4 separate regions of the Zea mays genome follow, and all the other regions are linked to region 1. The links are chromatin contacts, called in public Hi-C maps. All regions are on one chromosome and are shown on one strand. Each heading gives the region's core, a stretch centred on a gene start, on an enhancer-like site or on the middle of the called end of the contact. The rest is flanking DNA. Distances are from core to core; before and after follow the strand shown.

Evidence for each region. A called contact is a pair of places that touch in the nucleus more often than the background predicts.
Region 2: a contact with region 1 is called in a Hi-C map of ear, with 2.7 times the contacts expected there. The contact joins the enhancer-like site here to the promoter of LOC103629048 in region 1. A contact is called at or near these places in 4 of 25 Hi-C or Micro-C datasets (bundle sheath, ear, leaf and 1 more).
Region 3: a Hi-C map of leaf shows a contact between it and region 1, with 4 times the contacts expected there. The contact joins the promoter of LOC100277233 here to the promoter of LOC103629048 in region 1. A contact is called at or near these places in 2 of 25 Hi-C or Micro-C datasets (leaf and tassel).
Region 4: a Hi-C map of leaf shows a contact between it and region 1, with 7 times the contacts expected there. The contact joins the promoter of LOC100273817 here to the promoter of LOC103629048 in region 1. A contact is called at or near these places in 8 of 25 Hi-C or Micro-C datasets (bundle sheath, ear, endosperm and 2 more).

Annotation. Positions count from the first base shown.
Region 1 is chr6:18,795,921-18,798,448 of Zm-B73-REFERENCE-NAM-5.0, reverse strand. It overlaps LOC103629048, which reads left to right and starts at 1,267. Exons shown (of 2, transcript NM_001357028.1): 1 at 1,267-2,528. The coding sequence starts at 1,589. It overlaps LOC118472159, which reads right to left and starts at 1,682. Exons shown (of 1, transcript XM_035959882.1): 1 at 112-1,682. The coding sequence starts at 893. The coding sequence ends at 324.
Region 2 is chr6:19,284,139-19,286,666 of Zm-B73-REFERENCE-NAM-5.0, reverse strand. It overlaps LOC100273114 (putative calmodulin-binding family protein), which reads right to left. Exons shown (of 9, transcript NM_001147563.1): 9 at 2,425-2,528. Among protein-coding and RNA genes, the nearest start is that of LOC100273114, 12 kb to the right of the region's middle. Within about 2 kb of position 1,261, at least 15 of the 20 cell types and tissues checked have an H3K27ac peak or open chromatin away from gene starts, as enhancers often do. A contact at or near this core is called in bundle sheath, ear, leaf and 1 more, where this site is marked.
Region 3 is chr6:19,082,001-19,084,528 of Zm-B73-REFERENCE-NAM-5.0, reverse strand. LOC100277233 reads right to left here and starts at 1,263. Exons shown (of 2, transcript NM_001150863.2): 1 at 897-1,263; 2 at 1-651. The coding sequence starts at 957. The coding sequence ends at 374. LOC103629056 (a long non-coding RNA gene) reads left to right here and starts at 1,778. Exons shown (of 3, transcript XR_002263081.3): 1 at 1,778-1,952; 2 at 2,156-2,348; 3 at 2,490-2,528.
Region 4 is chr6:18,523,307-18,525,834 of Zm-B73-REFERENCE-NAM-5.0, reverse strand. It overlaps LOC100273817, which reads left to right and starts at 1,264. Exons shown (of 9, transcript XM_035959880.1): 1 at 1,264-1,543. The coding sequence starts at 1,399.

The DNA.
Region 1 (2,528 bases), core at 18-2,517:
GGCATTGAAATCAATTAGACCAGCCATTTGTAAATCAGGTCTAAAACTGTGCTGTAACCTGCCTCATCCAGTGTAAAAGCCAACACTCGCTCACATTTCAGCTGGCAGAAATGAAAGGAGAGTTCAGAAAACTTCCATGTTATTTGTATTCTAAACGATACACTGCTGTGTTTATTTGAACCAATAAAATCACATTGTGAAAAAAATGCAACAAACGGGAGCATGCATCGGACATCATTCTCAGATAGACAGATACATACAAGTAAACTAAAAGAAAAACAGAATGCCAAGGATAATTAAGTAGATAAAGATCTATGGATCTACTAGGTGACAACCTGCGGCTTGCTTCCCGAGTGCCCAACAAATAGGATGCAGGCGGCGATAAGCGTGAGCACGACGAGGACCACGACGACGATGGCGAGACACTTGGCGTGGGGACGAGACACAGCTCCCACCGTCACCACCATGGACAGATACAGCCCGAGAGCTATCGCACAGAAGAAGAAGAAACCAACCGTGTTGAATGGCCCTACCATGAAGCGTCCGGCGATCGCCGTGAAGAGGCCGCCAGAACTGGCGATGCCTTGTGAAAGGTCCAGCAAATGGCCCAGGTATGGACTGTCCTCATCGTCTCCGATCATGTCCTGTGTGAAGGATGGCAACACGTGTCTGTCTGCCGCATGCCGCAGCTTCGGTTGGAGGAGGGCGACGACGGCGGTGAGGATGGCGAAGGCGTAGTATTTGTTGAATGACAGGATCAGAAGGCAGGTCGCCAGCTCTAGGAGGAGCTGAAAAAGGGTCCGCCATCCTACGCCAGGTGCCCCGGTCTTGGTAGCCTCGTCGACCCCTTCGCCTGGTCTTCGTCGGGCCCTTCGCCGGCGACAAACACCCATTAGTAGTCCTCCCGTGGCAGGCCAGACATTCAGATTGAACTCGTCGGCTCTCGTCCTCCGTCCTCTGGTCCTCTCTGGTGAGGTGTTCTTATTCTCCCCCCCCCTCTCCTAGGCCGCCTTCCTCCTTGGGCTTCTCCGTTGCTGCCGATAGCCATGTGATTTTGTTGCAATGAGGCTGTGGCGGGGGTGGGTTCCTGGGGTTGATGTTTCCTTTGAGCCGTTTAATGGAGATCGGTCCCATGGTGGTTTGGAGGCCCATTCGATGTGGGATGGGGCATAGGATGAAGACACATCGCCTCTAGCCAAATCAAGGGTGGAAACCGCTGTGCCGCAACTTGACCTAATCGGCTCTCCTTCGCTCCCTCACTTGGCCGCTTTACTTGCCTCGATCTGGTCATCCCCTTCCTCGGTGAGATCTAGTTTCAGTGGTGGGTGGAGGTGGGTGCCGATCCAGCCCCCGTCCTCGGAGGAGGAGTGGTCGAGGATTGGATCGGGGAGATCTCTGCCGGTTGCAAGGCGTGAGGCGATGGGTGCCAAAGGTTGGAGCCAAAAATGGGGCACTGGGAACAACAGGGAGGAGGCTCGCGATCCGCCGCAGTGGAGTAGAAACAGGAATCTGAGCTGGAGATTGAGGCCTCCCCCCTGGAAAGACGATCCCCAAAAAGGATGTAGCCGACTCTTCTTCCACTGGCGAAATGATCGTGCAAGGTAACCCTAATTTCTCCCTTCATTCTTCTGGGTCTGAGAATGAAATGGGGAGGAGATTTTTCTGCCAGAAGTGTGGGGAAGAAGGTCATCACGCAAGGGATTGCTGCAAGTCTCTTTGGTGTGAGATCTGTCGCAAGGACACCCATGTGATGGCTAAATGTGTTTGGCCGCGACAGATTAAGCCCATGATGCCGATTGTGGGCATGGCTGCAGATGGGCTAGGGTTCTTCTCATCCCAGTATGCTAAACCCAGTCTCAGGAAACCTAATCTATCTTGCTTGGGGTTGGTTAAGATTCTGGAAGGGTTTGTGTCTGCCTCTGAGCTTGAAAAGGATTTTAGCTTTCACTTTCCTTGGGGAAGAACTTGGAAGGCAGAGAAATGTCCAGCTGGTTATGTGATGCATTTTCCGTCTCAAGATAAGCTAGATGAGCTGAGTCAGTTTATAGAGGTCAAAATGAAGATGTCCGGAGCTAAAATCATGGTGCTGCCCTGGAACTGTCAGGCTAATGCGAAAGCAAGGCTGCATACTGTTTGGATGAGTGCGGAGAATGTGCTAGATGAGTTAAGACACTACCAGGCTATCTGCGAGCTGGGATCGATCTTGGGGGCTGTTGAGGAAGTGGATTTAAAATCTCTGGAGATGTCAGAGTCGGTCAAGTTTAAGGTTCATGTTAAGAGCATTAACATGATTCCAAAAATAGTGGAAGTTGGTGTCAAGCCTTTTCTGTTTGATGTGTATTTTAAAGTGGATTCAATTGTGGAAGAAGGGTGGAATGAGGAGAATTCGAATCTTGGTAAGAGAGTGAAATCCAATACATGTGTTTCTGAAGGATCTATGTCTAAATCGACAGGGAAAAAAGCTAGAAAGGAGTCTGTGGACGGCAAGGAGAAGAATGAGGTTGCTTCTTCGGCTGGCAAAGGTCACT
Region 2 (2,528 bases), core at 12-2,511, 490 kb before region 1:
AGTGATACCCTGCCTCGTCTCCTCGGTAGAGATGTATGGGATTCATGACCCCGTGGCAAATGGGTAACACGACTTGTGGGTTAAGATGTGCAACCTCTGCAGAGTATAAAACTGGTATATCAGCCATGCTCACGGTCAAGAGCGGCTCGGACCCTCACATGAGTAAATTATGGAACTAAACTCAATTTGACATGCATTGCATTGCATTGTGGGATTTATTACTAATTGTGATCAATTATTTAACTGGGATGGTATATACTTATACTTAGTAACTGCTAATAAAATTTTGACCAACTTATTAAAAGCAATGCTCAGCCTTAATCATTCTCTTTGGTAAGCCTTACACTACACTATTTCCCACAACTTGTTGAGCGATGACCGTATGGGAGCTCACCCTTGCTAAACTCCCCAGGTTAAGAACAGGTGCATCCAGAAGTGGAGGAAGACTCTGATGAAGATGAGTTTGGAGAGATCTAGGCCATCGTCTCCCAGTCAACTAGGGATTGTGGAGGATCGTCGTCGCCATATGGTGTAATATCTTTTAGTTATTTTGTACAGAATTTCTATTAAGTAATAAAGATATGACATTGATTTCTGTACCATGAGTCATCATATGTGTGAGACTTGATCCCGTCACGCATTTGATTCGCGCCCGGGTTTGCCCCTAAATCCGGGTGTGACACTAATGATACGAGGTGCTGGGCTGCCGGGGCAGCAATGAGTCCGTCTGGCCGGAGGCGTGGGCTGTGGCGCGTCGTCGACCGACCGATCGCTGAGACACCTTTAGATGGTCTCCGGTAGACTGGGTAAAATAGGGGACGCGAGACTGTTTAACACTGTTTGCAGAGTGAAGTTTGAAATAGGAGATGAGATGGGGAATGTGATAAGGAATCTGCTGGAGATAGCCTTACCTGGTCTGCTCAGGCTCTCTACTACGTAAAAGGAAAAAGATGAGGAGCATGGATTCACCAAAGATGTAAAGAAGTACTGTAACTAAAGATGCTGGCTGCTGCATACTGCAAAAGACCACATACCAGCTGGGTATAAAGGAGTAAAGTGCTGCATAAAGGGCTCGGGAACTGCAGTTACAATGATCGTGCTACGTGACGTGACATAAAATGCATGCGAGTCGGTGTTCTACCGTTGACGCAGGGACGAAAGACGCAGACGCAGACGCAGATCCAAAGCCATATACTACACCGTGATTGCATCTTCCTTTCCCTGTAGCCTGTAGCCTGTAGGGTAACCAGAATTCAGTTGCCGCCTTAACGTGACCCCCCCAAAGAGCAAGCCCAGCAACGTACTAGTAGGCCTCATCCTTGTTGGGCTGGTCTCAGCCTGAAACGCCATTGCTGAGCCCGGCCCAACCCATTAATTTTCGCCTCCCGATCGCAATGTTTGGTTTCTCGTGTCGAATGGTAAGGATCAGATATACCCCGTATATGATACCTAAGAGTTTCTCAAAAAAAAAAAAAAAGATACGATACCTAAGAAACATAATGATGCAGGCATGATTAGTTTTCTATCTCACTATATTAATTTTGTGACATAAATATTAGTTTTTCCCTAGAAAATTCGATAAAAAAAAAACTCGGGTTGCGGGATAGACGCCCCCGAGCTATTTTAATTTAGGACTAGTTTGGGAACACCATTTTTCCAAGGGATTTTCAATTTTCCAAGGGAAATTAGTTCTATTTTCCCTTGGGAAAATAGAAATCCCTTGGGAAAATGGAGTTACCAAACTAGCCCGAGAAAACCCCCAGCGCTATCTCCGCCCGCACATGATCAAACTACACAATTTTACTCTGGACAACTTCGAGGCTAATTTATTCATAAATGGGGTCATGAAGAGATAATTGGCGTGAAAGTTGAGGTTCTAAGTTATCTTTTTTAATAATGGCAAGGTAAATTTATGGTTACTTTATTATTCACAACGCAAAGTTTAGGCCTATGTGGTTAGTTTAAGTTATTTCAGTAAAGAAAAGTGGATAGTTTAGACATGAATCCTGAGTCCACCAAAATGATGGACGGATGTTTCAGTTTTAGCGAGAATGTTAAGGAGTTGTCTCAAAGAAAATGTATAATTAGTTCATGAGAAATAACATCAAGGCTCACGTGTCCCTGATTATAATAGATTAATAGTAAGACTGCTCAATTATGAGACCTGACAACTTTTCCAATTACAAAAGGATATAGTATCAAGCTTTGCTGTAGAACAAGCTTTGCTGTCAACACTTTTGTTCTCCCTAAAATTAGTCATATCTTTAGCATATACTTATGGTGATCTTGTCTGACTGTAGTATCAAGCACACTATCAAGTGAGTTCTGCACTAAAACTATTTTTGCTACAACTTGACAACATATTTGGAATGCAATAAATTTTATGAAATCATACAAGAATTTCATAGAAATCAGTTCAATTTTCACAAGAAAAGTACAGGATTATGAAGAAACCCTGCATTCCAATTGGGTCCTAAATTGATAAGTTGTCATATTTGGTGGACTTCGCCACACTAAAAAGGAAAAGA
Region 3 (2,528 bases), core at 14-2,513, 290 kb before region 1:
TTTTTGCAAACAAACAAAACATAATTATCGTCATCATCGTGACCATTCATTCAATCAATAGATGAAATGGTACAAGTAGTAGTAGTGCAGGAGAAGAATCGGAGGCTGATCGATAATAAGCCATGGAAATCAAAGAGCAAGCGCTGCATCGTCGTCTCCGGTGGCAAATCAACAGGACAAAACCACGGGCGTGGACGTCTTAGCTGGATGGATTGGGATTAGGATTAGGATTAGGATTAGGACCAAGAAAGCCTGCAGGCGCCACGTCACGCATCATTGCCAAATGCCAAACCACCCACCAATTATTGCTACTAATTTATTGTTTTTTCTTTCTTCTCGCTGCTGTCTTGTTCTTGTCCCGATGCAGCATGCTCTACCAGCTCCAGCGCTCGTTCTCGTTGCCGTCGGCGTCGGTGGCCGGCGGCAGCTGCGAGTAGAAGCCGTAGTCCAGGTCCTCCTGCTGCTGCCTCTTCCCGGCGTTGGTGCTCTTGCCGTGGTAGTGGTGCGCGAGCGCGGCTCCCCCGAGGACGGCGAGCGTGAGCGCCTGCGCGTGCATCCTGGCGTGGATGAGGCGCATGCCCGTCGCCCGCGCCGGCGCCCGCCGCCGGCTGTACGCCACCGACGCGCCCACCGCCGTCGCCCACACGGCTCCTGCACAAGCACAACAGCAACAGCATGTTTAATTTGTGAATCTAAGCTAGATTTGACAGCTGCTGCACGACCTGATCTGAACGTGCTCTGGTTATACCATATATTGAGGACGAGACGATGATGGGGAACGGGGATCGCAAAAGGCAAAAAAAAAAAAAAGATCCAAAGGGGAGGACATGGTGGAGATGCAATCGATGGGGTTCAGTGTCAGTAGTTAATTAACTGGACGATTTAGAGTCACTCACCGATGGTTGAGAGCTTGTGCTCCTCCACCCAGTACTGCAGCGACGAACTCATCCTTTCCATCTCTCTACCTCTTTGGATCTTCACTCGAAACGATCTGCTAGCTAGCTGTGTGTGTGGTGGATGCGTGCTTGATTTTCCAGCAGCCAGATGCCCTAGCTACTTATAACTGAGGAGCGACAGTGGACTGTGTGTGTTGAAGAGCATCAGCCTGCCATGGAAAGAGGGGAAAACAGGCGGAGACGACGACGAAACCAAAGGCAGCCGCAGCCGCAGCCGCAGCCGGGCCTTCTGTTTTCTGCCTCTCCTCAGTCCTCCGATCCCCCGGGTTTCCCTAGCTTCTTTCTTGTGGGCAGTAAGCAGGATGTGGGTTCGGTCGGTTATCCAGCCTGTTTTTTAATCCACCGGCTCCTGCTTTTTATAAAGTATTTTGTCCATATGGATTACAGTTCAGCCGCAGCGAACAGTTTTAATCGTGCCCAAGGTTTTTCTCAGTCAGTTCAGGCACGGGTGGGTCCACCTTATCTCCTCCTCCATTCCTAGTTACCAATAAAATACTCTTGTTTCCGGGCCGTGAGTGCTATGCTGGACCCGGTGTCAGTGGCACAGACGTAACAACGATGTCACCTACCGTCTTTTTTTTTTGATTTGGTCCTTTTTCCAAAAGTTTTTTATAAATACACCTTTTTTGTTTGATTTCAGAAAATAGATTCTCACCTCGACGCCGTTATCATTGGTGCCGAGGTTACACGCCTCGGCGTCAATTTGGCGCTGAGGTCTCAGATCTGTGCGATGAGGTGGCGCACACGTGACAGCGAGGTCGGCGCCATGGATCTGGACGCCAACCTCGGCGTCGAGACCAGTGGCGCCGACCTCGGCGCCGTCGATCTTGGCGTCGAGGTTCGCAATATAAACGGCGGCCATTCTTTCCTTGCAGACGCTGCTTTTTTATCTCATTCTTCACGGTTTTCTTCTTTCTCTCTACGACTACCATCCTCAAATATCACCAAATTGGACCTTTGAAACTTGTATTTGATCCAGTGGTCTTCTGTGGCAAGGTATCCTCTGACTCCTTTTTTTGTCATCGATTTGGTTTGTATGAAATATATGTCAAGGATTTCTAATTTTCTTATTATCGAATCTTAGGATGCCTATGCGTGGTAAATCTTCTAAACCAAGATAACCATTGTATATATTGTATTATCGAATTGTAGCGTTTAATGTTTATGCGGTTCTTAGAACGAAACAACTTGAATTTTAGGAAGGGTCCGTTGATCGAAAATGCCTTCGACCCGCTGCCTCTGCCTAGTGGTGTTCCAGTGCCTATGTGTTTTTGTGGTGATCCGTGCAAGGTAGTCAAGTCCGATGAAGAGGACACGTACATGCAGAGGTATTGGATGTGTGCTAACTATATTTATCAGCCAACGATTACTCAACGCCGCATTATCTTGATGGTGAGAATTTTATAGTCTAACATTTCTCTAGTTTCGTACGAATTGATGCATGATTTATTTGGCGCCTACCAGTTGCATGCTTTGTAGACTCCTCCACCGCTCTGTGATTTTGAGCAGTGGATTGACTCTAAGATCTCGCAGAAAGACAAGGAGTGAATGAAGAAGCTAAATAAGTGGGAG
Region 4 (2,528 bases), core at 15-2,514, 270 kb after region 1:
ATAAATTAGTAAATTTATGCAAAACCTATCAAAATTTTGGAAATATGTTATGCACTTACATAATTACTGTTGGGACACACGAAGTACTTCGCAGTGTCCTCACATATCATAGCACGATCTCCACAATCGCACCGAGGCGGAGACTCCAGTCGTCTTTCTGTGGCTATGTTCTTCTCCTCATCCGTCATTGGTGGCGGGTTCGGGGGAGGAGGCACCCAATGCTTAAAACGCTCACGTGTGTTCTTCCCGCTCAACCAATTATCGAAAAGTAGATACCGAGGGTCAAACTTATCAGGACCGTCGATCCACTGGAAAAAAAGCACCTCAAGTGAGCCTACAAGAATGAAACGAAGCATTAGTACACATCAGGTAGACAGCAAAAACTCACAAGTGAAAAACTACGTACGTTAATACCGCCACATGTGTAGAAGCAGCGAGCAGTCATGTCTGGATGTTTGGATTGAAATACCCAAGCCAGTCTGCCACAGTCACAATTAGACACAGGAAGATCAGGAGGAACCGGAGCATCCTTACTAGATGCATCCGGATATAACTCCCGAGGACGACCTCTCTTCTGCCACAACGACTCCCGATACATGTCTTCCATCTACGAAACGATTTTATATTAACACAACTATAGAAATACCAGAAATGATTTAAACTTATAAATACCATGGTACTCATAGTTTCAAAACCCTAAAGATTTTATAAACACGTGATTCGCAAACTATCTAACAAACTGTAGTCTTCGTATCAACCATATATCCTAGGAATCATGACTAATAACAATACGCGCACCAATCAAAACTAATTAATCGAAACCATACAACACAATATATGTAACAAACGAATCAGTGAGACACCATACCTTGGTCTTCAAGATATACGGATCAAATCAAAGTTTTCCAACTCGAACACGCAGATTGGAGCACCTCTCGGCGGTATGGATGAAGATGGCAACGAGGGAGGCAAATGGCCGGGCGCAGCTCTCGGCCAGAAAAGAGCCGATTTATATGACTTCCTATCTCGGCGCCAAGATCTATGGCGCCGAACTAGGTGCCACGTCGGCCCCCGCTCGCCAGCGCGGCAGGTACCTCGCCAGCGGGGTAGATACCTCGACGCCATAGCCTATGGCGCCGAGCAGTGTTACCTCGGCGCCACGGCCTATGGCGCCGAGCAAAGGGTCCAAAAATAGAATTAAGTCCTCCAGGGATCTAAACGTGAATTTTTTTCGGAAAAAGGGCCAAAATACAAAAAAAATTCGGCCCCGCGGGCGCCGCGCCCGCCCCCCTCCGCGCCCGCCGCGAACGCCACCACCCACTCCCGAGCGTCACCCCTCCTTAACCCTAGCTGCCACAACATCACGAAAGGACCGGATCTTGGTGAGCTCGAGGGTACATGACGCGGTTCTTCCTATCGCGGCAGGTGACCAGGACCTCTATCCCCTCCTTGATGGAGGTCGGGGACTGGGATGGAGGCCAGGGACTCGACGGCGGTGGGCCTGGAGGTGGCGGCAAAGGCCTCGGCGTCGACGGCCGCGGCGGTGCGCATTTCTCGGCTCGTTCATTCTTGTGCCCTCCTTCGATTACTTCATTTCGTCGCGTCCCAAATCGGTCGATGGAAAATGGAATCTCGATGGCTTTTGTTAAATCTGGATTGCTATGCATGTCTAGCGATGCACTTGGATTTTTGGTACAGTGAGATTGGTAGCCGCACATGGGGAATCTCGATGGCTTTTGTTAAATCTGGATTGCTATGCATGTCTAGCGATACACTTGGATTTCTGGTACCGTGAGATTGGTAGTTGCAGATGGATACAGGGGGCCTTAGTGAAGTGGCAGCAGAAGACCTGAATATGGGGGTGGACACATCTTCTCATCTGGACGTTGAAGCAATGTCTTCAGTTCCTTGGTGGTGGTCGGTTAATGCTTCTTTGTAACAGGTGCAATGTCTTTTCTGTTTTTGAACCCTGTGTCTGTCTTCTGTAAGCTGCCACGGTTGGCTGGTGTGTTTTTCTGCTTTTTCATTAGCTATTGTTGTTAAAACTTTGCCCTGGCTCCGGTTGGTGCTAGGTGTTCTGGCATTTAAACTTGAGCTGTAATGGATATCTGGTCTATTACTATCAGCAAAAGGCCGGGGCTATTTTGGCCCTTGAACTCTACAAAAATCCCCAATGTCACGGACAACATCTCAATTAATGTTTATAGTTGTGGTCACAACAACGATAGCTGAAAGTGGGTAAATGTTTTCATACTTTTAGTGGCCTCGTAACCAAGATTTTAACCATCTACTTATGGAATATGTCCCCATCTTACCGAAACTTTGCCTACAGTTTCATCCTTCTCCATCCTCGTTCTCCCCGTTCTCCCACCTCCCCGACGCCCGCCCACTTGTTATCCAGGTGTTTCGCTTTAGTGATTGTGATTTCCTTATTGACTTTGCCGATTCTAGCATATAATTGTCTAACTACAGTGATTCACTGTTTCCATACTCTTGCAGCACGCCAGCACCAGACGTGGAAAACTCCG